Regions from separate parts of the Mus musculus genome. Here all the other regions are linked to region 3. Evidence: chromatin contacts called from public HiCAR-type and promoter capture Hi-C data. All regions are on one chromosome and are shown on one strand. The core of a region is the stretch at or near the end of the contact, and the rest is flanking DNA. Distances in the headings are between cores, read along the strand shown.

Region 1 (4,726 bases), core at 1,551-4,050, 2.3 Mb before region 3:
ACAAACCACAAAATTTCATTTATTTAAATGTAAAGGTGGTTCATTGACCACTTTCTTGTTCAGATTTCTTCACCCCCAAACCCTGGTAATGGACTATTGCCAGAAATGTCTCAGACCAGCCAGCTCCCGAATAATGATACAAAGACTTATTATTTATTATAGCTTAGGCCTTAGCTGGCTGGTTACTTCCCAGCTAGCTCCTCTAACTTAAATTAACTCGACTATTCTAGTCCATGTTTGCCATGTGGCCCATTACCCCTCATTCAGTCCTGGCATCGTCTTCCTGCTGGCAAATCCTCCCTTCTCAGTTGTTCCTCAGAGACACTCTTTTTGCCTGGAACTTCTGCCTTTCCTCTCCTGCCTCAGCTATTGGTTGTCAGCTTTTTATTAAGCCAATCAGAAGGTAAAGGAAGTGTATATTTACAAAATACTGAGGCATTTTATGATCCGTAAAAATAACCATAACAAAATTCAGCCAGTATTCAACTCTCTGTCTCTACAGAAATCACCATTTGAATGATACAAAGACAAGTTTTACACAGTGCACATTAAGATTACCTCAATGATGTTTCTGTGTAAACTTTTCTTGTTTTTACAAGAAATCAAAGATTTAAGAGGACTTTAAAGCCAGGTGGTGGTTGCACTTGGGAGGCAGAGGCAGGTGAATCTCCAGGTTTGAAGCTAGCCTGGGCTACAGAGTAAGATTCAGGACAGACAGGCTATACACTGCCTCAACAACCCCCTCCAAAAGGATTAAAAATCTTTTTTATAATTAGAAAACTTGTTAGTTTTTTCTAACTTGACATAAGCAAGAGTCATCTGGGAAGAAGGACGCCTGACTGAGGGATTGCCTTCACCTTGTGGCCTAAAGGCAAGTCTGTGAGACATTTCCTCCCTTAATGACTGATGTGCGAGAGCTGGGCTAACTATGGTGGTGCAAATGGTCCTGAGTGGGATAAAAAAGCAAGCAGAGCAAGCTCTGGGATAGAAGCCAGGCAGCAATAGTGTTCTCAGGTCTCTGTTTCCGGTTGACTCTTTGCTCTGACTTCCCTCAGTGACACTATGACCTCGGAGTTGAGAGAAGAAATAAACCCTTTTCTCTTCAAGTTGTTTTTGGTCTTGGTGTTTTACCACAGCAATGGAGAAGCAAACTAGAACATGTATTTATTATTTGTTGGATGTATTCTTACCCTCTTTATTGTAGAGTTTTTTTTTTTTTTTTCCTCTTTTCTTTTTGAGATAGTCTCACATTACCCAGGCAGGCCTTGAGTGTCCCATGTGGACTCTGAGGGTGGCTTTGAACTCCTGATCCTCAAGTCTCTACTCCAAAATGCTGGGATTACAGGACTGCTCCATTGTGCCTGGCTCCATTGTAAAGAGTTGAATTCAGAAAAATATAGCGCAGGACTTTTCTTTTGGCTAATCTTTTGTGTTTTCCTTTCTCTGTGTCCTTTCTGTCCTTCAACCATACCTTTTTTTTTTTTTCTTGTTTTTTTTTTTTTTTTTTTTTTTTAGACAGGGCTTCTCTGTGTAGCCCTGGCTGCCCTGGAACTCTGTAGACCAGGCTGGCCAGGCTGGCCTCAAAACTCAGAAATCTGCCTGCCTCTGCCTCCCAAGTGCTAGGATTAAAGGCATGCGCCACCACTGCCTGACCAACCATACCTTTTTGGTGAGTAAATTAACAAAAGCTGTTAGCAATTTTCAATGACTTACTAAGACCAAGACTTGCATCAGTTTCTTTTTCCAGTTAACTACTGAGTTACATTTTCACTTTTGCTTTGTAAAACAGACTTTTGAAATGCATGAAACTTATTTGTAGGCTAAACAGTTCCAAAATGGAATAAAATCTTCATAAAGTTAAGAAAGACCCTCAAGTAATTAAGACTTTTTTTCTTATTTTTCCAGACCTTGGTGGCTCTGAGTCTCAAGACTCCTGAATCAACCAAAGGTGATTGGAGACTTATAAACATATTGTAGTCTAAGACACCCTATCTTGCAGATGGTAATTTTACTAGTAAGATCACAATTCTCTCTGAACTCAGCCTAATTGGAAATGCTGTTAGGAATCACAAATAGATTTTAATAATAAGCACACACACCCAAGTTTTTCAGATTTTTAAAGGGCAGGGACAACTGACTTATGCGCCTGAGAAATGTGACAGGTGATTGGAAGCCAGGAACTGGGGGGACAGGGTAGCCTCAAAAGGCCTTAAGTGCTGGAGGCCAGTGGGGTATCTGGAGTTGACCTTTCACCTTTGAAAGGCATTAATTTTGGAGACGGAGCCATGTTTGTTTACTATGAGGGGCTGAGGGAGTCAGGGCAGGCGGAAGCTAGGGCTTTAGTGGGTGTAAGCGGCCGGGAGTCAGTTGGTCTGGGGGGCGAGGGGTCCGCTCCCGCCCGCTCGCCAGGGAAGGCGGAAGGCAACGCTCGGCTTCTTTGGACAACCTGGGCGGGGGGGGGGAACCGTGCGAGCTGGAGCGCAGATCCGAGACGACTCCTGCCTTTACGAGGACGACAGGGGGAGGCACGGGGCAGCCACGCGGGGTCGTCCCCGCTCTGGGGTCGCTAGCTCTGCGGCGGCCGCGCCAGGCCCTGTCGGAGCTGCGCGGCGACTCCCGGTCTGGCCGCGGCCCTCCCGCCCCGGCGACGCCGCGGTGGATTGTGGGCTGGGGGCTGCGGCGGCCTGGCGGCGGCGGCGGCCTGCTGCACGCTCTCCGCGGACCCAGCCGCGCCGGGCCGGTGGCGTGAGGCGGGCGGCGGCGTGGGGAGCTGAGGCGCCGGGGGCGGTGGTCGCGGCGCGGCGGCGGCTCCCCTGGAGGCCGGGGATGTGGGAGAGGCGGCGGCAGCAGCGGCGGAGGCGGCGCTGCGGACCCGGGGGAGACTGCTGGCTGACAGGACACCCGGGCGAGACGTGAGGGGCCCGCCGCGGCCGCTCTGCCCCCGAGCGGCGCTGGGCTCGAGAGGGCGGCCCTGTGCTCCCGGGCCCGCCGGCCAGCAGGCGCGGGGCGGAGGCGGGAACCGGGCTCGGACCCGGCGCGCAGGGCGGCGGCGGCCGCGGAGCAGCAGTCTCGGCGCGACGTGGAGGGATGGAGGCGGCGGTGCACTAGGCCTCGTCTGGGGCTGCCGCCCGGGACCGCAGGTAGGTGCCGGGCCCGCGCTTCGCGGCCACCCTCCCCCGACCCGGTGACCGGCGGGGCGGCGGGACCCCACCCCCTCCGTCTCCTCGGGGCTTGGAGCTGACAGAGTTTCGGAGCCGGTGACCGAGCCGAAGCTTCATCCTCCCCGCCACCACCACTTCCTTCTCGGCACTCCCAGGATCCGGGCCGGCAGCTGTGCCCCAGCCCCGGCCGGCGTCCGCAGGTGCCGCCCCAGTCCCCTCGCCCCTCTCCGGAATCCGGGACCAGCAACTTCCATCAGTCCTTGTAGACGCGGAGCCCAAACTTTCCCTGTCTCCTTTCAGCCAGGCCTGAACCCCTCTTGGAGCCTTCTAGAATAAAAACACCGCCCCCCCACCCCCCCGCCCGAGAATACTAAACCAAAGAAGAACTCGGCATTGTGCAGTTTTGCATTGTAGTTTAAATTATTTTATTTCTTTCAGTTTTGCTAACTGCTGTCTGCAGGGATACAAAGACAGGCCTTCCCTGTTCCCTGTGGGTTGTCTGGGAACTTTTGCCTGACCATTATAATTAGCTACTTGGCCTGTCCGTGTATGGCTTAGGGTGACTTTTTTTTTTTTTTTTTTAAAGAATTTTGGCCTATTAGAGTTACAAAGTGTTTCTTAAAATACCTTTTTAACCAAGTTTGGTTTTTGGTCCTTATAGAGACGTCTTTTACTTTCGAAGAATTAAATTGGGCTACTTCTGTTTTCTAATTGATTTAATTTCGGGTTCTCAAACTCAGGTCAGTCTTAATACATGTTCAGCGGGCAGGGGATATTATGATACGCTGTTTGTGGTATATGGAGAAGAAGGTGATAACTTATGCTGCAGGTCTTGATGGGCATTGAGTTTTATAAATGGGAGCTCTAATTGGAAAACTATTTGACTCCCTAGCAGTTTGGCTGGAACAGATGTAATGATAGGATATGTCTGACTGTATGTAGTACAGTGAGTTGGGTTTCCTAGAAGTGGGTATTGGTGCTCTACACTAATTATCATTAGGTAAAATTGGTCACTTTGTACTTGATAGTTGTAGTTTAGGATGTTAGATGCTAACTTTTGTATTGTCTTTTGGCTAGTTTTAAACTGTGTTCTGGCAACCTTAGAACTGTTACTATAAGTACCAGTCTGTTCACAGTAAAACTGTACACACTATCCGTGTGTTGTTGTTGACACTCATATAATTTGTTCTTGTGGTATTGCTGCTACAGCATTTGGCTTTCTAAAATGTTTTTCATTGTTTTCAAAATTATAACTGGCAAAGTTATCTAGAGTTTACTAGGAACAGAGGATTAAATTTGCATGTATTTGTGTTCTGGAAAAGCTAAATTATATTTCTGAATAAGAATTTTTATTACAATTAGATCTTATATAAACCATGAAAGGACAATTTGCAGAACCTATTCTTAATTAACTATTAACTTTTTTCCCCTACTCTTTTTAAAAACAGCTTTGTGGAGTTAACATACTGTAAAGTTCACCCATTTTAACCCAGTGGTATTTTGGTTTTACCTTGTTAAGTAAGCTCTGCTGAAGTTTTAATCCAATGCCTTGTGACTGTAAGAAA
Region 2 (4,215 bases), core at 207-2,706, 2.9 Mb after region 3:
TATTTCAGGAGCTGCTGTGGGGGGCCAGAGGTGATTGGATTGATCTAGGTTTTGTTGTTTATTCAAATGCCAAGGTTGTATGCCCCGAATCCCTCAGTGGTAAACTTTTGTTTCCTTAATTGTATGGTAAAAAAAAGTGTCCTAGCTCACTTACCAATCCCTTTGCTTGAAAACCCACCAATCCCTGAGATAGCCTAAAACTCAAACTTGGAGTCCCACCAATCCCCACCCTGAAAAACTCCCAAAGAATCCCTGTGTAAAGCCTGTTTCTAGCTTAGTTCTTTGCTGCTTTTTCCCCAAGCAGATGCAGCCATCCTCCTGTATTTTTTCTAATAATCTTCTTGTGTGAGGTCTGTTGTATTGTGGGATTGTGTAATATTCTTTGGCTCCAGACTGCCAGGATACCTTTCTCCTCAGAGTTGCAACACTTGCATTGGGGAAACCTTTCTCCTCAGAGCTGTAACACTTGTATAAAGTTGTGTACCTTTTTTTTTTTTTTTTTTTTTTAGTGCTGACAACACTGCAATCTGAGTCACATTTTGAGAAAGTCTTATCATACTGGTTCTCCAAAAACACTTAAATTGTGATTCATAACAGTAGCAAAATTACGGTTACAAAGAAGCAACAACATAATTTTATGGTTGGGGGGGGTCACTAAGAAGGTTGCGAACCACAGTCTTAGTGTAACAAGTACAACATTCTTGTGTTCTTCAAGCATTCAGAATATTGTGACAAATTCTGCCAATCTATTAATCTTTTAAAATCCAATCTTCAATGAGGGCAATAAGAATAGGAAGAATATCTTATTCATCTTTGCACAATCTTACTTACTAACATATTACAGTGATCTTAAAAATAGTAGAATCAAAAGTGACTTATTCTAATGCCAAATTATCATATGGTAACTATTAACAAGTTTCTTACACAATCAACACCCCCTCCCCCCACGTTTTCTTAAATCTATATTTAGAAATGAGTGAATGAGTAACCATTTCTAAGTTACCAGAATGTATAGGAAATTTTGTCAGTCTACCACCTCAAGAATAAATTGAATCTCTCACAATTTCTATGGGCTTCCTTTAAATATATCTAATTAAAAACAGTACAACACTGAATCAGCATACAATATACATGATGTATTGAATGTACAATTTATTTACATATGCATTTGGTTGAAGGGTATACTGGGAGTATACAGGAGATCTAGTCCAGAGCAAACGCAAGAACAGGAGAGGTGATGGGGCAGGTTCAGGGTAAAAACAGTATGCTATGGGCACACTGTAAATGCCCTGTCAAAGTAGGAAAGTCAGCTTTGGAGTTGCATCAGTCTTCAATGAAATCAACAAGAGGATTTTGCTAGTTTTATTTTTTGACAGTCAAGGTCAGAATAATCCTGAACCGTCAGGCCTGTGGACTTGTGAGTGATCTTCCTTTCTCCTGCTTTCTCCTGCTACTAAGCAGACCAGTTGGCCCAGTTCATTGTCCAGGTCAGGGCAGCGTACCCACCAGTTAGTTTTTCCCGCCGAAGCGGGTTTCCGCCCCGTCCCTTTGCAGACTGCGCATGTGCGGCGGCCATTCCTGTGCGCCATGGACGAAGCAGAAGCAAGCCTGTTGCGCCATTTCCCGCTGCTACTTCCTCAGAACCGGGAGAAAACTGTGTATGAGGGATTCATTTCGGCTCAGGTACCCTGAGGGGTCGTTCTGTCGCGCGAGAGCCTGTCACTCGTGGCAAAGCCTGACCGCGGCGTCTCCGGCTGCCTGGCTGGGAGAGTGTAGCAGAGCCTGGAGAAGTAGCGCCGATACTCTGCGCATGCGCGGTCGCTAGGTGGCGACGCCGCGCGACACAGGGTGGGCGGGGCGGCTCGCCGGTGCCTGGCTGGTGGTGGAAGAGGGAGGTGCAGTTCTGTAGGTCTTAACCAGAGTTCATCACGGCGGTGTGTTACTACACTTACGATTTTGATTTATAGAGCACTCAGGGTCCACTATTAAGCCGAACCTACACAAACAGAAAAATCCAAACCCCATTATTTTATAGTTGAAATCAGATCCTGGGAAATCTAGAGAGACTACCTTGACTATGATGGTGTCAGTTACCTCTGAAACTCTTACTGTTTAGAAAATCTCACCCCAGCGGGCCCCCCCCCCCCCCCCCCCATGGTACAACAAATTACCTTAATTTAAGATTTTGACTATGGACTTTTCCTCTGAATATTAAACTCAGCTACGTGTAACTTGCCCTTTAATGACAGGAGTCATTAATTTCCACGTGTGTTGAAGCAACAACCTCTAGAATGCTGAGCAGATACCAGATTTTCTAAATAGTAACACTTGTCCCTAAACATTCCTGGGAGTTAAGAAAATTCTCTGTGATAAATATACACACAGGAAGCATGGACTTCCTTAGGGATTTTCAAACCATGTGAACCTTTAAAGAATGGCTAAAATTTATTATAGATGGAAATGAGTTAGCCACCTTTTGCTTAACTGTTGAAATATCCAGTTAAAATGTTTTTCACATTTACAGAAACATTCAGAAACGTGAGAGAGAGAGAGAGAGAGAGAGAGAGAGAGAGAGAGAGAGAGAATGAATTTGTGCGCATGCATGTGCACATCTGTTCTGGGAATTGAACCTGCAGCCATTCACATGCCAGGCAAGTGTTGCACAGGACAGGCAGAAACAAGTGTTTCACATCACTTGTCTGTATCTCCAATAGCACTTTAGAAAACAATTATAGCCATAAGATTAGACCGGAAATACGTTAGCCTTCGATGTAGGTAATTTCTAATTTTTTATTCCTTAAGCATGCCTTTGAGTCTTAAGCACTGTCTAAAAGCTATCCAGCACAACTGATTTTATCCTGAGTGTGATTGTGGTTGGTCCTGTGCACACACTTACCTTACCCTTTGAGATTAAATCATAGATACGTTTCTTGCTGTTTTATCTCTAAATAATTTAGCACTCATTTCATAAAACAAGGGTCCACTCAAACCTAACCTCAGTACAGTTACTACAACTGCTATGCGGTGTAAAATTTCATGGAGTATTTAATTATCTTATCTCTTCTTTTGGAGCAGTTCTTAGTCTGTGTTTTTATTAACTTGAATTTTATTTTTAAGAGTTAAGCTTATTAGGTTTGATATTTTCTCACCATTGAATTCTGGGAATGTGTTTGGGCAGGGGCATCCCAGAAACTGTCCTGTGTTCCCTTCAAGGCACATGAAGTCAACTACTCCCAGTGTTGATATTAATAATGCCAGTTACTAGGTTAGTGTGGCTTCTGCCAGATCTTCTTTTGAAATTAACGAGTACTTTTCGGTGAGGTTCTTTGGGCCATTACACATTCACTTATATACTGCATATTCATTCATTCATTCATTCATTCATTCATTTTAGTTCCATTTTTCCCATTTATTTATTTATTTATTTATTTCTTCACTTACTTTACATCCTGATTACTCTCCCCATCCCCCCCATAGCCCCCCCCCCTCCTCTTCTCCTCTGAGGAGGGGAGCTGCTCCCTTCTGCCCAGGAACCAGCCCACCCGGCACCTACCTGAAGCCATTGCAGGACTAGACACATTGTCTCCCACTGACATCAGACAAGGCAACTCAGTTAAGGGAACAGGATCCACAGGCTGGCAGCAGAGTCAGGGGCAGGACTCTTTCCAGTTGTTGAGGGACTCATGTGAAGACCAAGCTGCACTTTTCTTAAACATGTGTGTATGGAGGCCTAGATCCAGCCCATGTATGCCCTTTGGTTGGTGGTTCAGTCTCTTGGAGCCCCCCAAGGGTCCAGGTTGGTTGAACCTTTTGGTTTTCTTGTGGAGACCTGAGTCTCTGTACCTCCAAGTCCCACAATCCTTCCTCCAACTCTTTCACAAGACTCCCAAGTTCCATCTGATATTTGGCTGTGGGTCTCTGCATTGGTTTTGTATATTTCAGATTTTCAATACTAGATTCTTGGCTTAAATAGCTAAATAGTAATTATTGGTGTCAAATCTCTCAAGGCTTTTCTAACACTATCATACCTATCTGTGAATTGGTGCTTTGTTATACGGAACAGTTTTCCCATCTTACTTCTTTTTGATGTGTGATTGTATGTGTTGCTTCCTTTATTTTGCTTGCACACTTTCTGTTTCTATGCTTCTGAGGTGTTGCACTTCCCTCATCATGCTGCTTTAAGAGGATCTGGTAGATGCTTCGGTATTGTGTCTC
Region 3 (4,545 bases), core at 390-2,889:
GACAGGATTCTATCTATATGGATTGTCCAAAGAACCCAATCTTAGGATAAAGTCCCCAAGGGAGGGCTGACAAGATGGCTCAATGGATAAGGAACTTACTGCTGGGGCCTAGTGACTTGAATTAAATTCCTGTGTCCTTGCACCTCACATGCCCACCATGGCACACATGCCCACACACATAATAGAATTAAGACAACAAAGATAAGCTAGCAAGAGGCAAAAGCACTTGCTACCAACCAACTCTGCCTTCTACACGTGCTACGACACCCAAGTATGTGCGCACACACACAGAAATAATTTTTTAAGTTTTGAAATAATTAAACATTTTTAAGGGAAGCAGGCATCTGTGGAGGAAGGGTGGCAGGTGGCAGCTGCATTAAGGCCCTAGTCACAGATGCTGGTAAAAGGGCTTAACTGAGAAAGAACTGCCCCTCAGGCATCTAGAGTAGTGAAGTGCAGCTTTCAGAACATAGCAACACCAAGCACATCCGAACATCAGCTACTGCTACTAAACGTTAAGACTGTACACAGGGTGTCCCCAACCTGCCTCTTGCCAGGACCCCCATTACCTTTCCAGGCCAGCTTGATGTTCCACTCATAGAAGAAAATAAGCTTCCCTTTGCGGCTGTTACATGAAGCCTCACCTTCCACCTGTTTCAACTCACTGATCTCACATCGGCCAGCCTCATTCTCCATAGCAATGCCAACCAGGAGCTCTCGGAGCTTCCCCTTGGACCAAATGGTGGCATCCCGCTCTGTCCTGCCAGAGAATAGAAAGACAGGTGAATGGCCCAGCTGGTCTCCATCTGAGCAGCCAGGATGCCATCCAAACCCAGACCAGGTGAGTCCTGGTATTCAAGCAGCCTCCAACTCGCAAATGTGCTTCTCTGACGAGGTTTCTACTAGGTATCTTCTAAGCCTGTTGCTCAGTTTCTTAAGACACTATTATTCACCATATAATAATGGGTAATCTTAAAAACAATGGCCCCGGGGAAAAGGGTCCAGCAATCTCCACCCCAGGAAATGGATTGGCTAAGCTGCGGCCACCTGTAACGGTGGTAGTCATTTAAATAGCCTTAACCACAATATCAGTTATCTGGCATTTCCATATTTATCTTATGCATTCTCTCTAATGTTCTCATCTAAGGGGACAAAGAGCAGCCTGAGACGTCAGTGTCCTAATCATAGAATCCAGCCTAGAACATAATTCTTTCAGGACAGCTAAGTCATCTTATGGTGCAGTCTGGGCTCTGCTTCCCTCAGCTTTCCCCAATGCCCGCCAAAGAGGCAGACATCTCCCGGTATTCCTGAGACACAAAGGGGGGCAGATAACTAGTGCAAACTGAGACAAAGCAAAGAAAGTGAGATCCAAGTCCCTGCCTTCCTACTGCACACGGACACAGCACCGTCGGCGCACGCACGCGCACTACGCATCTCAAGGCCGAGGATGGCTGGGTGAGGGGCGACCGAGGCACAGCTGTCCGGTAGGGTGAGACAGAAGTCCCTTCTGGAGCTCGCCCAACTTCAGGAGGAGCCTGAAGCCGTAGGACCAGCGCAGTTAGGAACCGTCTCCCGCCACGGGCAGCCGTGCTGCGGCGCCGCGCGGCCCTCCCAGGAGCCCGCCCGCCTGCTCGCGCCCGGGGCCCACCGCACCAGTGCCAGTTGTTCACGTTGGTCCCGTCCTCCCGCTCCTCCACGATCCAGCGCGGGTCCCCCTGGCCCCACTTGGCCATGGCGGCGCTGACGACGACGGCCCTGGTAGCGGGAGCGCGCGGGTTTCCGGCCAGAAGGTCTGTGAGCCGATCGCCCGCAGCTCCCAGAAAGTGCCAGAAGTCCCCGCCCCGGGCCGCCCCGGCCACAGCCTGCCCCGCCCCCCGCTGTCCGCTCCCCGCAGCCAGCTCCACCCCACATCGACTCTGCCCCAAGCCCGGTTACGCCCCCAATATGCCACACCTCTGGGCGCCGCCCTCTGCAGGCTTCTCCCCCACCCCACCCCCGACTTCGCCCCGCCTCTCTGCCCTAAGACCCCGCCCTATGCCTCCTGGCGCTGTCTTCTGCTAGGCTCCTCCCCGACTTCGCCCCGCCCCCCGGTCCTAAGGCTCCGCCCTGGCCCTAGCCCTCCGCTTTGTAACCCCTGGTTCGCCTTGTTCTTGCCGCTGGCTCCTGCTGCCCAGCGAGGCTTCTGGCCAGGGCTTTCTACGAACGACCGAGACTCCGCCCAGGGCTCGTACCAGAGCGGGTTGTCCATTTTCTGAGGCCCTTGGGATGGGAGCTGCGCAGGTCCCTAAGCAGAGGCCCGCGAGGGTTTACTGAAAGAATGCTTTTTTTTTTTCCATGCAGTGATCCTCTAGAGACAAAAGATCGTGCTTGCAAGTGCCTGGGATTGTGGATACAGTTACAATAAGGGTTTATTAATTCTTTCCATCGTTTTTCACCTTCTAGCAAAAACTGAAGCCACCATCTGGAAAGTGTTTCTTAGGAGATTATTTTAACAAATAAAATAGGTAGTTCAATGGGAGATGGGGAAGGACCTGGCTGCTCTGTGCACTTGCCATTCAGTGGTCTGCTTATCAGCAAAACAAGCTGAAAGGGCTATGGTGTTTATTGGAGCTATTGCATTTCGATGTGTTCTTCGAGAAGTTACATCATTCAAACTGCTGAAGCAATGCTGTGACCCCCCCCCCCAAATCAAACGGCATTGTTAGTTCAACTGATCATACCAAAGGCACAGCTGACAGAAGGCAAGACTCTAGCGATGATTGGCGTGTACTTTGTGTGCCTACTTTTCATCCAGTTCTTCTGTTTGCTCCTGATAAAACATTTCATGATAAGATTTAGATATGTTCATTTGAACCTGACAGAAAATAAGACTTCTGAGGGTAGAAGCTGCTACAATCACTAAAATGTATAAATACCAAAATATACAAGAACTACTCCCAGTAGAAATAAATTTACTGGAATGTAACTCGATTGTGAGTCTAGGAGACCAATGGACCCTGAAGCACTCTTCAGATCTGCGATTTAAAAATGACCTCCAATAAGACATTGCAAAAATGGGAAAGAAACAATGGAAAAAGTAAAAGAGTGGGGAAGGTGGCCCCGAAAGAAACTGTCCTAGAAAAAGTACTGGGTCAATAGCTAGTGAACAAAACCATGGTGTTCCCACACCCCCTGGGGGGGGCATTTATAGACCATAACAATAATTGAGACATTTAAGCAATTTCAGATGTCCAAAGTTAATTGAAGCTTTCTTTAATTTTCAAGAAATGATAAAACAATGGAAAAAGAAAATCCTTGCCTGGCAGTGAGTCTGAAGACAGCTGATCAAAGGGGAAGAAGTCCAGCCACAGATGGAAGAGAGATGACCTGGACAGTGGGCTGCAGTGGGAAGGAAGCCATGATTTCAGGACATGAAAAGTGGAGTCACACGAGGCTCACTGGGTGCTGGTGGGAGGCAGAGGGGTGTACCCTTAAACTGTAATTGTTTGGTGTAAACAGACTGAATTTGTGTCCTTCTCCAAAACATGGGCTTGATAATTGTGCTTTTAGTTTTTTTTTTTTTTTGGTTTTTCAAGACAGGGTTTCTCTGTGTAGTCCTGGCTGACCTGGAACTCACTCTGTAGACCAAGCCGGCCTCAAACTCAGAAATCTGCCTGCCTCTGCCTCCTGAGTGCTGGGATTAAAGGCGTGCGCCACCACGCCAGGCGCTTTTAGATTCTTTGTTTCGTCTATTATTGTGAGTTTGTTCACACTCATCCACAGTCCACAGTTGAGGTGTGGAGGACAGAGGACAGCGTCCCAGAGTCAGTTCTCTGCTTCCATCATGTGGACCCCAGGAATAAGACGGCTTCTACGTACATCGTGTATATAATCTTTATCATGTGTGAAAAATCACTACATTCTAGTGAAAAAGCAAGTTTGATATGTGAAGAAGTCAGTCATATGATGCAGACTCAGGCAAGACGCCTGAGGGGACACGTGATGTTTGGAGAGAGTATAGGACTCAATGGACAGGGTGCTTCATTGGTCTTGAGTCTTTGTCAGGGTCCAGCCTCAACACAGGATCGGAGTTCTCTACTGGAAGATTCATAGTGAATAGACACAGACTACTCTATTCACTCTGAGTACAAGCTGGCAGGCAACTTTTCAAGGCTTAAAGGTTTTCTTCTCTCTCATTCCCTGCTCTCTCTCTCTCTCCCACTCGCTCGCAGCTTGAGGCGGCACACACTCTGCATTCAATTGTGTATTCTGCTTTTCTTCTGTGTGCTTTTCTTTTCTTGAACTCTCACACTCACACACACCTCTGTGTGTTCCCCTTTTACTCTCACACACACCCTCCACAAGCATTGCACACACACTTTCCTTTCACTCCCACACACATTTTCCATACACACCTCACATTCTCTCTTCACTCACTCTTCATTCACTCTCCGCATTCACCTCACTTGCTCTCTCACTCGCTCTCTTGCCTTTTTCTTGCCCCATCTTTTATTGATACTCCAAAAGCAGGTTAAAAAAAAAAGACATTGTATAATCATTGCCAAA
Region 4 (4,367 bases), core at 1,121-3,620, 2.1 Mb before region 3:
ACAGCCGAAAACATACGGTAAGCTAACCTACTGAAAAAGCATATAGAACATTTTAGGTTGTGGGCATTTGTTGCCTGTGACAAAATCTACTTTCAAGACACTGTGTTTTTCCCAGGGACATATTATCTTTGTCTATAGAAAATGGTAATCTATTTGGAGACTAGGCCATTCCTAAAATTTTAACCTAAAAAGCAACGGAAGTTGTTGGAAAGGACAGGAGCTGAACACAACTCAGGATTTCCAGGACTTCTCCCCAGCTCATCTCTGGGCATCTTCATCAGCTGTAAAGTACTCCTTAGGGCTCAGAAGCTTAAACGAGGCGACTTGAAATAGCTATGGCCTGGCACTGGTTAGCACTTTCCCGTGAAGCAGCACAGGCCGTGTACCAGCCAGTGGGAAGAAGCCTCAGCAACTTCTGGGGGAGGGGAGGGTCAGCACTGGACTGCTTTTAAAAAGAGAGAACACAGAAGTTTCCAACTCTTATACTTGAAAACTGATATGCGTAGACAACTCTGACATTAGCCAATTAGTTTTCTCATTTCTAACAGTAACCACGATAAGCACTTAGAGCTCACACTTAAACACAACAATGGCGCAATGATACATTCCAGGACTGAGTTAAACATATTTGGAGTATCATCTTTTTGTACAAAACTGCCTGCTTAAATCAAATGTGTCGTCTTGAATTGCATCATGGAGATAGGAATCAGACTGAGCTTATAGCTTAGTTAATGCAAACACGTTAATTTCTTCATTTTGACACTTGTGCAGTATTTTGAAAACTGTAGAAGTACTTTAAAATAATGGGCTTTTAAAAAGTGGGTAGCAATGTCCACAGCCACCTGTGTCTTCTCGATTTAGAAACCTCTAGCTTCATGTCAACTGTAACACCAACTTCAAACATAATGGCAAAATGACATTTCTGAGCTTAGTGCTGAAGGCAGACAGGCATAACGGTCCCATCTGTTTCCATAATAATGAAGGCAGATTCCTTTAATCTAATATGAAAAACTTAAGAGTTAGTAAAGTGGGGCATAAGCCTGTATGGCATTTTCATTTCCAGGGTCAAATGATGGACATCCCTAGCATAACTTTAAAAGGAAAGGGGAAAGGTGCATGGACAGTCACTGAGGATCACGTGAAGCGGTTGCAAACTTTACTGCATGTATTAAGCAAGATGGCTGAAGCTTTCACACACTGGGGTCTGGAAGGAAAGGCTTCTTATAGGCAAACTCTATACAGTTTTGTGACAGAAGTTTAAGGCAGCACCCAATTGCAATACTACAGCTTGGTTGAGGGGTATTTGCTAAATGCATTATTTACACATATACAGATTTGAATGGTAATTTTCAAATTTAAAGAAAGCATAATCTTTCTATATTAAAAAAGAAAAAGCTAAGAGCACTGCAGCAAAGTCATTTCTCTGACTGGTATGACCTCCAGTGTCTACAAACTACTGATTTCGCAATAAATTACTCTGAGACTCAATCCACGTACACACAGAAAAGAAGTGGAGAGCTTCCTACTAGTCTTGACAAACGCATCTGCCTGTCCCTAGCCCTCTGGGTTTCCTTGTCCCACAAAGATAACTAACTTATCATCGAGTGCAAGAAGGGAACAAGAATTAATCAGCAGTCAAAAATCCTGTTTTGATTTTTACAATTACTATCCACGATGTCAGAATACTATTAAAACTGATTTTAGAAGGTAGAAATAACCCCTGCAGGGCGCAGAGGCATACAAACACGTATATGAAATGCCAACCCAATAAGTGGCGCAAAGCAGCTTAAATACCAATTTAACCAAAAAGGTCTGGCAAACGGTATCACAAATGAACACTTCCAGTTACAAACTACCCACTTACTTAGAGACTACCAATATTCAAAATCGGACGAAGCAGCCAAGAGACAGAAAGCAAAATGTCTTACCTTGTACAAATCTCGACATTTTAGGATCTTATTAAAATAATCTGGCTTATAATTTTCAATTTCTAGAATCTACGTTGTAAGGAAGGTCTCTCTCCCTTCCCTGCAACCGAAGTGTTCTTTCTCCTCCGATGTTTAACTACTTAAAGAAGAATTCGGGGGGAAAAAAAATCAAAACTAGTCTTTAAAAAGAAAAATCCTGAAGACGGAAAACTTGGTGGGACCGACTCAGCTTGGGAGGGAACTCCAGGCTACTCAGCGATCCCGACACCAACAGGGGACGACTGGAGACTCCGGAAAAGGTAAAACCAGACGAACTTAAATTTCATCAATGGAGAGGCGGACCTAGAGCCGCTTCACCGCCCTCCGGTCTCCACGCCCTCTAGGGCAGGACTGCCGCAGGCCCCCGGCCGCACCCCGAGGCCCCTCGCCGGCGGCCGTCCAGCGGCGAGCTGCTGGCGCCCCGTGTAGATCGGGAGGCGGGGAGGCCGGCGAAGGGGCAACGCAACCTTTTCTCCAGCCCATAAATAGCCGGGACTCGGAGATGCTGCGAATTCCGCACTCGGGCAGACAGCTGCCCGCGGCCTCCACTGGCCGCCCTCCCCTACGCAGCCGCTCCACACCAGGGCCCGGCTCGCCCCCTCCCTGCCCCCCGGGCCTGGCCGCCCAGACCCCCCGGGAGGCCTGGCCCTCCCTGACACGCCCTCGCCCGCCCGCCCGCCCGCCCCCTACTCTTCCACGCCCCACTGTCGGCCCCCGGCCACGCCTTTCGGAGCAGGACCCCACAAGGAGGTCGCTCGGAGCCCGGCCCGCCCCTTAAGCGACACCCACCTTCCTATTCCCTCGAGGGCTGAGAAGTTGGGGGCCTGGAATCAGGTCTCGCACGCTGCACGAGCGTGGCCGAGGCGACCTCCCCTCCGCTCCCGTCACACGCAAACACCTGGAGCCTGGCGCCAGCGTGCGCAGCCCCTGACCCTCCAGCCCGCCGCCTCCGGACACCGGAGCCCCCACTTTCGCCACACACCTCCCCTCCCCCTCCTTCCCCCCTCCCAATGCGGAAATGTCCCTACTGCTCAGAGCGACAGGCACAGCCGCCAGTCCGGAGCCGAAGTTTGCCTAAGGACCTGGCCAATGAGACACGCGGAGGTGGCAGGGGGCGGGGCGTTCGAGGCCCGAGGGAGGCGGGCGCAGAAGCGAAGGCGGGAATCCCACGCGTGGGAGCTGCACAGGCAGCAGCACGGTGCCAAGCACGTCTGTCTCTGCTTGCTGTTTGCAGATGCCACGAGCGTGTGAGAAAACCGAAGCGTGTGCTTGTGTTTGCACTCCACCAGAATTTGCCCGTTGAGGAAACCTTGAACTCCCCTTCCTCAGGGACACCAGGCTCTTCTCAAGAGGACCCAAAGGCTCTGCCACCAATTAGGGTTTGAGGAGGGTTAAGGCAACCTTTTCAGAATCAAGTAAAGGGATGGGATGTGTGTGGCTCACCAACAGGAGGAGGGCCTGGGGGCGTCGAAGGGAATGCCAAATAAAGGCTCTCCAGAAAGAGCCATCACTATTCGCCTTGCCTCGAATCCCACTCCTGGGCACGTTTGTGCTGGAATTGGGCGTTTACTTTTCTAGCCAAAGTGAAAATGACTTATTATCCTTAAGATGCTGATGATAGATCTTGAAGTCTCCAAAAGAAAGATGAAGTTAAAAGCCAGAACGTTGGCACCCGTCTGGGGACTCCCTGAGGTGTGCCCAATCACAGCTAGTCTTGCCAACCATTTAAGCCTGTAAGACTGCCTGTCTTCTTTAACATTCTCGCGTTACCCTACTTGGTTTGTCAGTTCTGTAACCAAGCACTTCCAGAAGGGTTTGAAATGTACAACATTATTCAGCCAAGGTAAATGAGAATTTCTAAATTATTCTCTAGAAAAGAGAGAGCTTTCATTATTCAGTCCTTTGGGTTCATATGGAAATGTTATTAAACAACACAGGAAAAGATAGTGTTCATGTTGCTTATGTAGAATCCAAAAACCTTAGGCATCCAAATATCTCAGCTAAGAAAATAACTTTCTCCAAATGAAAAAAATTTCTAAAATAACAAATGACGTCAGTTTAATAACGACACTTGCTCTGGAGTTTTTGCTTAGACTCTACATCCTCTCTGAACAGTAGAGAAATTGTTCCAGCAGTGAATGAACTATATTTATCAGTCAGTGTAAGCACTAAAACAGAACCAAAGACCTGGGGCTCCTCATGTAAGTCAGCCTGCAAAAACTTACGTGCAACAAGGAATCTTTAACTTTCCCAGGCTTATTATATAATAGAATGGCCAGTTATTTTTGACTTCCACAGAAGATTAACAAGGGGAGAAACGATCTTTAAATCTAGCAAAAACATTTGGTAGTTCCTAAGAATTGGCATCTTGATTTATGATTGAGTAACTACTGACACAAA
Region 5 (4,759 bases), core at 875-3,374, 2.7 Mb after region 3:
GTTAAAAAAAATAAAAAACTAAAACCATAATGAATATTGATTAACCTTGAGAGCAAAAACATAAACTTAAAAACAATTCCTAAGTCCAAGATCCAGTTTAGCAATGTGCTAATAGCCCATAATGAAGATAGAGTCATAAGTTAATCAACCCATTAAGTTGAGATCAGAAGTGTCAACTCAAGTAGTCTACTAATTTACTGACCCTTAATGGGTCAGCAAGATCTATAATCCCAAGGCTGATCTTTTTGCCTCCACTAACATCACTTTAGAAGCCAAAGCACTTCTTCCCAGGTTGATGATCTCTGACACGGTATGAGCAGGAAGTCAACATAAAATCCATTTGTGAGAAGGAGTTCAGGGCTACTGAGTAATGGAATCTCGAGCTAACTAGTGTGGGAAGTATCTGGTAGTAGCTCCGTATGAAGCACCAGCTTTGTTTTTCTTATGTCCACACAACTGTGAAAAATAAACATGAACAGTCTTCACTGAGCTGCCATCTCCAGCAAGTCCTGGGCTGAGTTAACAAAGGTTTGTCACCGGTCAGTTCCTGTCCCATTGAGAAAGTAAATCTTAGTTTTGGAAATTTCCATTGCCACCCTCCAGACACCACCCCCCCCCCAAAAAAAAGGACCTGAGAAGCAACACGGTAAGGTGAAGGATTGAGTGTCAATGAACCACTGGGAAGTAAATCTTGCTTTATCAAAAAAGAACTGACTTTGGCTGAAGCATGCATGGTTGCTTTGTTCAACCTTTATATGATTTTTGCAAGTTAATCTATTAAATGAGTATCAATTAGAATTTTTGCCACCTTCAAGAGAAAAGGGGGGGGGGATTAGACTATGTCTTATTCCAGATGGGCCAGCAAGAAGTGTAATAAAAATTATGATTAGACACTTTATGGCTTGGAGTATAGCTCAGGGGTGGAGGAGCACTTGAGTAGTATGCACAAGGCCCTGGGTTCAATCCCCAGCAAAAATAAATGATTAATTCCATTGGATCTTATTTGTTAAAAAAAAAAAAAAACTATATGCAATTGCAATAACAATACAAGACTATTTTAACGTCATCAGCATTTTCTTTCTGGATGATAAAGCAATTCACTGTTCCATAATCTGCAGAGTAACCTGTCAGCAGTGAGATGTCAGACTCAAAAGACACATAGAAGCAAACAGATGCCCTTCTCTGCCCAGCAGACACCATCCGCTGTCATTTCTCCCCCAAACAGGACAGAGATAGGCACAGGATTAACTAAGGTCCCGAAAAGGCTGAACAAGTAAAAGGAAAAAGGCAAACAACTGGACCCACTAAACATTAAATGGGGTCTGTGGACAGGAAAATTGAGAGCTTGACAGACCCAAGGATTGCTTTTTATCTCTAAACAGGAGATATGTCAGCTATACGCACGGTGCTTGAAGGATTCCTTAAAGAAAACCCTCTTTTCTGAGAACAGAGAGCCTCTCCGTTGTTGGTGACAGCGCCTTGTATGTTTCCCTACCTGTCGCCTTTGTTTTCCTATCTTCTAAAAGGGCTGCACCAACCTCCTCACAAAGACACTAGCCTAAGAGCCTGGGCAGGAGCAAGAGTTATGTCCCTTGGTTGGAAAAGTGAACCCTGGGGCCACAGAGGCGAGGGTGCAGAGTCCTTCTTTGGTTGGCCAGTGGGCGGTGACTGCTTGCACCCACTCAGGCCCGAGGCCAGTTTGGGGGACGCGAGGGAAATAGGGGAAGCGAGGGGGCCAGATTAGGGACGGGAGGCGGGGATCAGGCCAGAGGGAGGCCGCCGTGGGGGCGGCGAGCCGAGGGGTGCAGGCACCCTGCGCGTACAGCGGCGCTCAGCGGGCTCCGGGCCACAGCTCGGGGCGGCGGGGACGGCGGAACAGCAGGGGCAGGCGAGCCCCTGCGGAGGCGGAGGGCCCAGGGCGCCCGCGGTCGCAGGGCCTCGCGGCGGCGGCGCCAGCTGCGCGGGGCGGAGGCGGGGGCGGCGCGGGGGCGCGGGCGGCGGGAGCGAGCGCGGAGGCCGCGTGGCGCCGCGTCACTTACCGGCCAGGGCGCGGGGCGGTCGCCGAGTCCTCGGGGCGCGCAGCCCGGTGTGCTCGCTCCGCCATGATTGCTTTGTTTCGCTAATTGAACCCGCGCTCGTCCCGCGCTCGCGCTCCCCGCTGCCCGGTCCCCGCGCTCGCTCGCGCCGATTTGTCTGTCTTTCCCTCTCGGTCTGTTCGGCTCTGCTGCGGCTAGCTGTGGAAGGCGAAGTTGCGGGTGCACGGTGCGGGGAACGCGGTGGTGGGTTTGTAAATACAGGTGAGGCGATCCCCAAATCTCGGCTGAGGTGTACTTGCTGGGGGTGGGGGTGGGTGCTTCTCACCCTCCCCCACGCAGGAGAGTAGCCTCCGTGGAAAGTGCCAGAACATGTACCTCTGCTCACCCCTTTCTTCCCGCCAAATTCTTAGCCACCCAAGTTCTCTGGCACATATGGACTCCACAGGAACTATCTACGTTTACTTCGAAAACCTCAAATATAAGTCCTGTCAGGCTATGGAAGGACTGCTGAACCAAGGGGCATATGGTCACTCCAAGTGACCTTCTGGAGCTACTTCAACTCCACCAAAACAAAACAAAACAAAATTCAAACTAGACCATGGGAAGTCCCACAGGAGCTTGAGGGCTCAGCTTGCCATTTCTGAAAGTACTAGTGCCTGGGACACTATTGTCCAAGTATAGAATGAGTTTAAAACTTTAGAAACATATGTTAGTATGGGAAGAAAAACTTAAGCCCATGTTCCATATCTGGTTAAGTGTGCATTAAATACTAGTTTTGACTATAGTTAATACAGACATTAGTTGGCTTAGAGTGATGTGATTTGGGGAAATAAATAAATAAATTTGGGGAAATAAATCTGAAAGAAATTTATGTCTAGGCTTATGGCCTCATTGAAAAGGCTAGTCTTCCATTCTCACTTCTATCCATACTACAATGTTGAGACCAAAACCTTTCAGTGTTCGAATTATTATCCATATCTTGCTGTAAAATCCACCTTTTATGTTATTCTTGTATCAGTCTCATTACAAAAAGTTACTGCCTTACCCATGTTTCTTTTTTTTTCTATAGAGGACTCAAAAATATCGCCCATAAGTTTGGATCAGACATTTACAGATAACATACAGATTATATGGGGACAAGAGCCATATCCAATCAAGACAAACAAATAATGTTTATTTGGTTAGTTGCTTTCCATGTCCTAACCCTATGATCAGTTAGTAGGCAGGTAAGCATTTGGACTAAAAGTAGATGAAATCATATTGTCAAGAAAGGAGAAAGCCCCCAGCACGCATTACGTTAATCCATTCTTTCAGAAAGATTCATCCCAAGTTGGAATCATTTTCCCCTACATATGATGGTTGTTAACAATCTCACCACAGTTTTTAGTGTTTCCCCAAATTCTACCTTAAATCTAACTTTATGAAACACATGCTCACTTACACTTCCCCAAGGAAGTTTCTCCTCTTGGCTTCTCTACTGGCTAATTTTGAGTGTCAACTTGACATAAGCTGGGGTTATCACAGAGAAAGGAGCTTCCGTTGGGGAAATGCCTCCATGAGATCCAGCTGTGGGGCATTTTCTCAACTAGTGATCAAGGGGGAAGGGCCCCTTGTGAGTGGGACCATCTCTGGGCTGGTAGTCTTGGTTCTATAAGAGAGCAGGCTGAGCAAGCTAGGGGAAGCCAGCCAGTAAATAATATCGCTCCATGGCCTATGTATCAGCTCCTGCTTCCTGACCTGCTTGAGTTCCAGTCCTACATCCTTTGGTGATCAACAGCAATGTGGAAAGTGTAAGCTGAATAAACTCTTTCCTCCCCAACTTGTTTCTTGGTCATGATGTTTGTGCAGGAATAGAAACCCTGACTAATACAGTGTCATATGCAAAATGCTTGAACCTCAGAATTCTTAATATTGGTAATGCTTTATATACATGGAAGGATTTCTATTTCACAAAGATTGATCTTAAAGCATCATGATTTTAGAAATTAGATGAAAATATTGTATTGATTTATCCAATGACCAACAGTGTGTAGAGAATTACTGGTTCATCATGCTAGGAACCTTACCTAATACAGCATTTTTTAAAATTTATTTATTTATTTTAGATATTTTCTTTATTACATTTCAAATTTATCCCCTTTCCTAGTTTCCCCTCGGAAAATTCCCTATACCCTCACCCCTCCCCCTGCTCCCCAATCCACCCAATCCCATTCCTGGTCCTGGCATTCCCCTACACTGGGGGATAGAGCCTTCACAGGACCAATGACCTCTCCTCCCATTGATGACCAACTAGGCCATACATCCTCTGCTACATATATAGCTAGAGCCACAGGTTCCACCATGTGTTTTCTTTGATTGGTGGTATAATTCAAAGGAGCTCTGGGGGTACTGGTTAGTTCATACTGATGTTCCTCCTATAGGGCTTCAGACCCCTTCAGCTCCCTGGGTACTTTCTCTGGCTCCTTCATTGGGGACCTTGTGCTCCATCCAATGAATGACTGTGAGCATCCACTTCTGTATTTGCCAGGCACTGGCAGAGCCTTACAGGAGACAGCTATAACAGGCTCCTGTCAGCAGGAGCCTAGTGTCTAGGTTTGGTGGTTGTTTATGGAATGGATCCCCAGGTGGGGCAGTCTCTAGATGGTTCTTCCTTCAGGCTTTGCTTTGAACTTTGTCTCTGTAACTCCTTCCATGGGTATTTTGTTCCCCATTCTAAGAAGGAA
Region 6 (4,699 bases), core at 354-2,853, 2.8 Mb before region 3:
AATTATTTTCATTATAGCTTCTAGGTCAAAAGATCAGATAACATTAAATTCAAGTGCCCTACATATTATGAGTCTTATTAAATTTTTTCCAGGAGCTTTTTAATGATTTAAAAATATGTCTCTAAACATCAATAGATAAATCTGATACACTATATCTAATAAGAATCTAGTAAGTGCTATTTACTGATCTAGAAATTACAATGCTGGATCTAACTTGCTATTCGTGTGAGAGATATCCATGTATATGGCTACCATAGGTACTTTGTTTTAACAAATACACTTCTGGAGAGTGTTAAAAATGATCCCTACAAATGCCAACGTTTAGAAACTTATAAAATATGGTAAACTAGGCTGCTTATATCAACGCATTAGAGTTGAAGCAGAGTTCCCCCTAGAGTTTAGTATATATTTCTCTAATAGTTCAACAAATGTAAAATCTGATTTGAACCTTTCCAAAGTTCCTATCCCCACCACTATCCCCCCCCCGCAAAAAAAACACCTCGTGAAAGATATTTATGCCCTGAAGTTTGAGTAAAGTTTTACTTCTTTTAGTAAGAACTCTGAAACAGAACCAACGCTCCTTTGACGCTCCCTGCCCCCTCCCCGTTAATATTTACATGTATGAGTCAGTTCTTTCCTCAACCGCAACAGATTCAGATTCAGAGGGACATCACGCTATAACTTGAATAAACCAACAAGGTGGGGGCGGTAGGAAGCACAACTAGTCTCCGTTTCCAAAGGGAAAAAGAACCCACCACCGTTCACCCTCTGTCCCCGGCAGCACCTGCCACGTCGGGAGCTTAAAGAATAATGGCTCAACTTTCGGACGCAAGGAGGGAGAAGACACAGATAATTTCCTGAGGAGTGCCTAAAAGGTCCTCTCCGCAAGGGACACAGCTCTGGGCCGTCTCTGTCCGTTGGAGCATTCAGAGACCCTTCGAGGCGGCACAGTCCTGCAGCAGCCGGCCTCGGGCCTCCGCGAGGCAGACAGTGTTTACACCTGTCACGAGGGAGGTGGGAGCAGGAGGACGCCGGAGCGGAGCCCCAAACTTCTACACAGCGGCCGGGAGGGAACCCCGGCGCGCAGCTCGGGGCGGGTGGACGGCGAGAGGCAGGGCGGGCCACGGCGGCCGGGAGGGCACGGCTGGCTCTCCTCGGCCGAGCCTGGGATGCCGAGCGCCGTGCCACTCGGCTTCGGGCGCTGCCAGCGGCGTTCCGCACCCGCGGAGAAGAGCAGAGCCCGCGCCGGAGCTCGCAGGCCCGCACGCGGGCCGACGCGGGCAGGCGCTCCAGGCCGGGGCGACTAGCCGGGCCGGGTCCTCCGCACCCCGGGAGCGCGGCGGCAGCACTCACCTGGCTCGTCCCGGGCGGCCGCGATGGGCATGGCTCGGCGGCCCGGGGAGGAACTGGCTCCCCGGGGAAGGACCGGTTACTCGGACGCTGAGCTGGTGAGGGCGGAAGGGGAGCTGTTCCCAGCCCTGTCAGCGGCGCGGCGCCATGGACGCCCACCCGGAGTTTCAGCGCTGCCGCGGGACCCCCATCCCACTACCCTCCGCCCTCTTCCGCCGCCGCCGCCGCCTCCGCCTCCTCCTCCTCCGCGGAGACCCCCGCCCACTCCACACACTCTCCCATCATGCAGCGGGGAACCGCTGCTGTCCATACGTCACTTCCGGGCGCAGGTGGCTAGGTCGGGGCCGGGCGCTGGTGGGTGCCGGGGTGGGGGAGGACACTCCAGGGGAATTAGTGTCACAGACTTCTTACTTCTGCGCAGGCGCCGTCGTGTGGAACGACGTTCGCCATTTTGGTTGCGGGCAAACGGTCTTTTTTCCGTACTCACTGAAGTGTGGGCTGGGGACGTCCTCCCTCCCCTCCCGACCCTCTGAGGCAGCGCTCCGGGCCACAGACCTGAGCTTCTCTCCGCCCAGTACTTTCCCGATGAGCCGGGGAGAGGGTTAAGTTCCGCCTTGGAATAAAACTGCAGACGTATGGAAATACGGAACCAGATCTCTGCTGAAAAACCGGCTGGACAACATTCAGCAGCTTGTCCTTTTTGCCCGGAATAAAAGACTTTCATTCCCTTCCCTTTTTATGTAAGCCAACAAAAGAGGAAGCTGTTATTTAACAAACGAGAAGTGATTGTCCTACTTAAGACGAGAAGTCAGCAGGCAAACTAACAAATGGTCTTCTACAAAAATCAGTCCAGAATTGTGTTGGTGTTTGGAGAAGATGATCATTTTCATACATCTTTCCAATCAACTTGTGCATTTGAGCGATTCTATACAATAGAGGTCATAAGAGGTTTTTGTTTCCATCGGTTCCTGAGCAATTGGTCTTTTTTTAATAACATCTCCCCGTCCTTTATTATGACTCTGTTAGAAACCATTCCACTGTAAAACTCAGACAAAGCTGCAGGATTTTTATTCCTGTCTCAGACGGTGAACCCTGGACTCTACCCTACAAACCCTGAGCCCTGCCGGGTTCTCTTTCTGCCCACGCTGAATTATTTAAAATAGTTCCCAAACCGCAAAGCTCAGCAGTAACCGAAAGGAACAAGGACTGAAAACACCCGTCATCTCAGAGAACTGTCTAGCCCTTTGACTGGAGGAATTACACACGTTGAAAAAGATAAGGACAATAGCAATTCATCATGGTTTATCCTGCCTCTGCAATGTTCTAGACAAATTAACTTGAAGAACTAAAATAGACCCTCATTTGTCTCCTCACAATTCAGTCATTGCAAGATAACAGAGACTGCATTGCTGCTTTGTGGTTATGCTGAATATTTTTGTTATTGGCCAGTCACTGAAGTGAGAAAAATCTATATGGCTTGTCAAATTTATTCCTTTTGTATTTCGCCCCCTGCTGGTGTAGCTCGTGTGCAAATTAAAAAAAAAAAGTATGTCACTGTAAAACATGTTTATTGTCTGAGAATGAAAGTAAAAAAAAATGCGTGTAAAACTGAAAATTAATTTATTTCAGACAAACATATGTTTGTTTTCACTTGATAAATCTACCAAATAAGTACTGACTAAGATCCGAAGGAAACGTTTGAATGATGATTTTCAAATAATTTAAACCAATCAAAAATGTTTAATATAGTGATTCTAAACATTAAAAGGAAACCGTGCAGTTTGGGAAAGTATCTTCCCGATTTCACAAATTATATGATTACCAAATGATTATCTTTGTTAGGTAAGTGAAGAGGCTAACTCTGTTTACTTAATTTTTTTTTTTTTAAATCCATGGAAGCTGAGTAGCTATTTGTTCAAATGACTTGGGAGCACAATCAACCTACCTGTAATTGGATACTCTTACATGTGATTATGACATTTGGCATCAAGAAAAGAAAAACGCCTGACCACTTCTAATTTTTTCTCCTATTCAGCCTTGTTAAACAACTGAAATCATAATAAATAGTAAAGTTTATACTTATATTACCCCTTTTAGTCAAATGTTACATTGTAGTGCTATTGTTTACCTCTTAGACACTCAAATTTCTTTGACCTCTAAAAGCTCTTCCAGGGGGGAGGCTCTGTGAATCATACCTTAAGTAGAGAAACCTGCATCACACACAACACAGAGGGAAAACCCCTGGTTTTCTACTTTTATTTTGAACCAGGTTCTCCTATAACCCAGGCTAGTTCTCAGCCTGTAAACTAAAGAGGATCTTGAACTGATCCCCTATCTCTACCACCCAAGTGCTGTGATTACAGGTATGTGTCACCATGTCCACTATTTTTAAATTTAATGAAGTAGATGAACTACCTCTACAATAAAGACTTTAGGAGCCCAAAGAAAGCAATAGGAGAAGACACTGGAAGATAGAAGCTCAATGCTTATTCACTGGAAGAATGAAGGAGTTTCACCCTGTTGCTGTACCTCAGGGACTTTCCAAGTTTTCTTTAGTGTCTGAAATCCAATCCCTGTCCCTTCCACTCTAAGGCTGCTCTCATGGCTGTCCCTTCTCTAAGTATTCACTAACAACAGAGCCCCCAGAAGACTGCTGGTGAAGTTCCCTGCTCTCTCTGGATGGATACTCTAACCATACCAATTCTCTTCCCTCTCAGAGCTCATAGTGAGCCTCACACTTCTGCACTTAAGCCTGGGATGCCAGCATTCCAGCATTTTATTCTCTGTTGTCAGAAAGAGAAACAGCTTGGACTATGAACAAAGAATTATCTTTGAGACAGAATAGACCAGGTGTGAACCTCAGCAACAGCCCAGAATCTTACTAAGAACCTTCCCCACCTGCAAAAATCAAAGAAGGGTCCCTACCTCACAGACCTGTTATCCAGAAGAGATGCACATTATAATGTATGTAAAATATCCCAACAATGCTAAGAGTCTGTCTCATAGTGTAAACTTTATTGTCATATCTTCCCCAAGACAATTTTAATTCTTAATTAATTCTCCACCCTTACTCCTTAGCTGATGACGTTGAGTAAAGTCTGAAGATATTCTTGACTATTACAGTTAAGGTGGAAGTGCAAGTAGAAGCTAACAGGTAGAAGCTGGGGACCCATCGAAACCTCCTGCAATGCAGAAGAAGCGAGTCTCTATAGCAAAGAACTATCCAGGATGTCAGTCATGCCAACTTTGAGAAATCTTGCCCTAGGGCATCCTTGGACTGTTGATATTGCCTCCACTAATTCAAACCACTAACACTGCTAATCCTAGGTCCCAGTCACTAAAAGTACTT

What was found. Promoter capture Hi-C pulls out the DNA fragments that hold promoters and counts their contacts. HiCAR-type assays count read pairs that join an accessible place to other places.
Region 1: a promoter capture Hi-C map of pre-B cells shows a contact between it and region 3, with 2.3 times the contacts expected there. The contact joins the promoter of Vps54 here to the promoter of 1700030C12Rik in region 3. A contact is called at or near these places in 3 of 39 promoter capture datasets (hippocampal neurons, liver and pre-B cells).
Region 2: a promoter capture Hi-C map of pre-B cells shows a contact between it and region 3, with 5 times the contacts expected there. The contact joins the promoter of Fancl here to the promoter of 1700030C12Rik in region 3. A contact is called at or near these places in 2 of 39 promoter capture datasets (cranial neural crest and pre-B cells) and 1 of 484 Hi-C or Micro-C datasets (CD4 T cells).
Region 4: a contact with region 3 is called in a promoter capture Hi-C map of liver, with 2.3 times the contacts expected there. The contact joins the promoter of Ugp2 here to the promoter of 1700030C12Rik in region 3. A contact is called at or near these places in 2 of 39 promoter capture datasets (liver and pre-B cells), 1 of 484 Hi-C or Micro-C datasets (uterus), 1 of 115 datasets of contacts at active chromatin or transcription factors (astrocytes) and 1 of 9 other capture datasets (adipose tissue).
Region 5: a promoter capture Hi-C map of hippocampal neurons shows a contact between it and region 3, with 2.6 times the contacts expected there. The contact joins the promoter of 5730522E02Rik here to the promoter of 1700030C12Rik in region 3. A contact is called at or near these places in 4 of 39 promoter capture datasets (hippocampal neurons, liver, pre-B cells and 1 more).
Region 6: a contact with region 3 is called in a HiCAR-type map of astrocytes, with 2.7 times the contacts expected there. The contact joins the promoter of Aftph here to the promoter of 1700030C12Rik in region 3. A contact is called at or near these places in 2 of 39 promoter capture datasets (liver and pre-B cells), 1 of 115 datasets of contacts at active chromatin or transcription factors (astrocytes) and 1 of 9 other capture datasets (liver).

Annotation. Positions count from the first base shown.
Region 1 is chr11:21,236,232-21,240,957 of GRCm38.p6, forward strand. Vps54 (VPS54 GARP complex subunit) reads left to right here and starts at 2,801. Exons shown (of 23, transcript NM_139061.5): 1 at 2,801-3,140.
Region 2 is chr11:26,385,628-26,389,842 of GRCm38.p6, forward strand. Fancl (Fanconi anemia, complementation group L) reads left to right here and starts at 1,457. Exons shown (of 14, transcript NM_025923.3): 1 at 1,457-1,683. The coding sequence starts at 1,588.
Region 3 is chr11:23,496,122-23,500,666 of GRCm38.p6, forward strand. 1700030C12Rik (RIKEN cDNA 1700030C12 gene) reads left to right here and starts at 1,640. Exons shown (of 3, transcript NR_166706.1): 1 at 1,640-1,790; 2 at 2,341-2,464; 3 at 3,265-3,542. Ahsa2 (AHA1, activator of heat shock protein ATPase 2) reads right to left here and starts at 1,918. Exons shown (of 9, transcript NM_172391.4): 1 at 1,654-1,918; 2 at 570-760. The coding sequence starts at 1,733.
Region 4 is chr11:21,368,259-21,372,625 of GRCm38.p6, forward strand. Ugp2 (UDP-glucose pyrophosphorylase 2) reads right to left here and starts at 2,371. Exons shown (of 10, transcript NM_139297.6): 1 at 1,929-2,371. The coding sequence starts at 1,947.
Region 5 is chr11:26,208,452-26,213,210 of GRCm38.p6, forward strand. 5730522E02Rik (RIKEN cDNA 5730522E02 gene) reads right to left here and starts at 2,125. Exons shown (of 6, transcript NR_027973.1): 1 at 2,040-2,125.
Region 6 is chr11:20,739,953-20,744,651 of GRCm38.p6, forward strand. Aftph (aftiphilin) reads right to left here and starts at 1,604. Exons shown (of 10, transcript NM_001290545.1): 1 at 1,354-1,604. It overlaps Gm46272 (predicted gene, 46272), which reads left to right and starts at 680. Exons shown (of 1, transcript NR_168691.1): 1 at 680-3,437.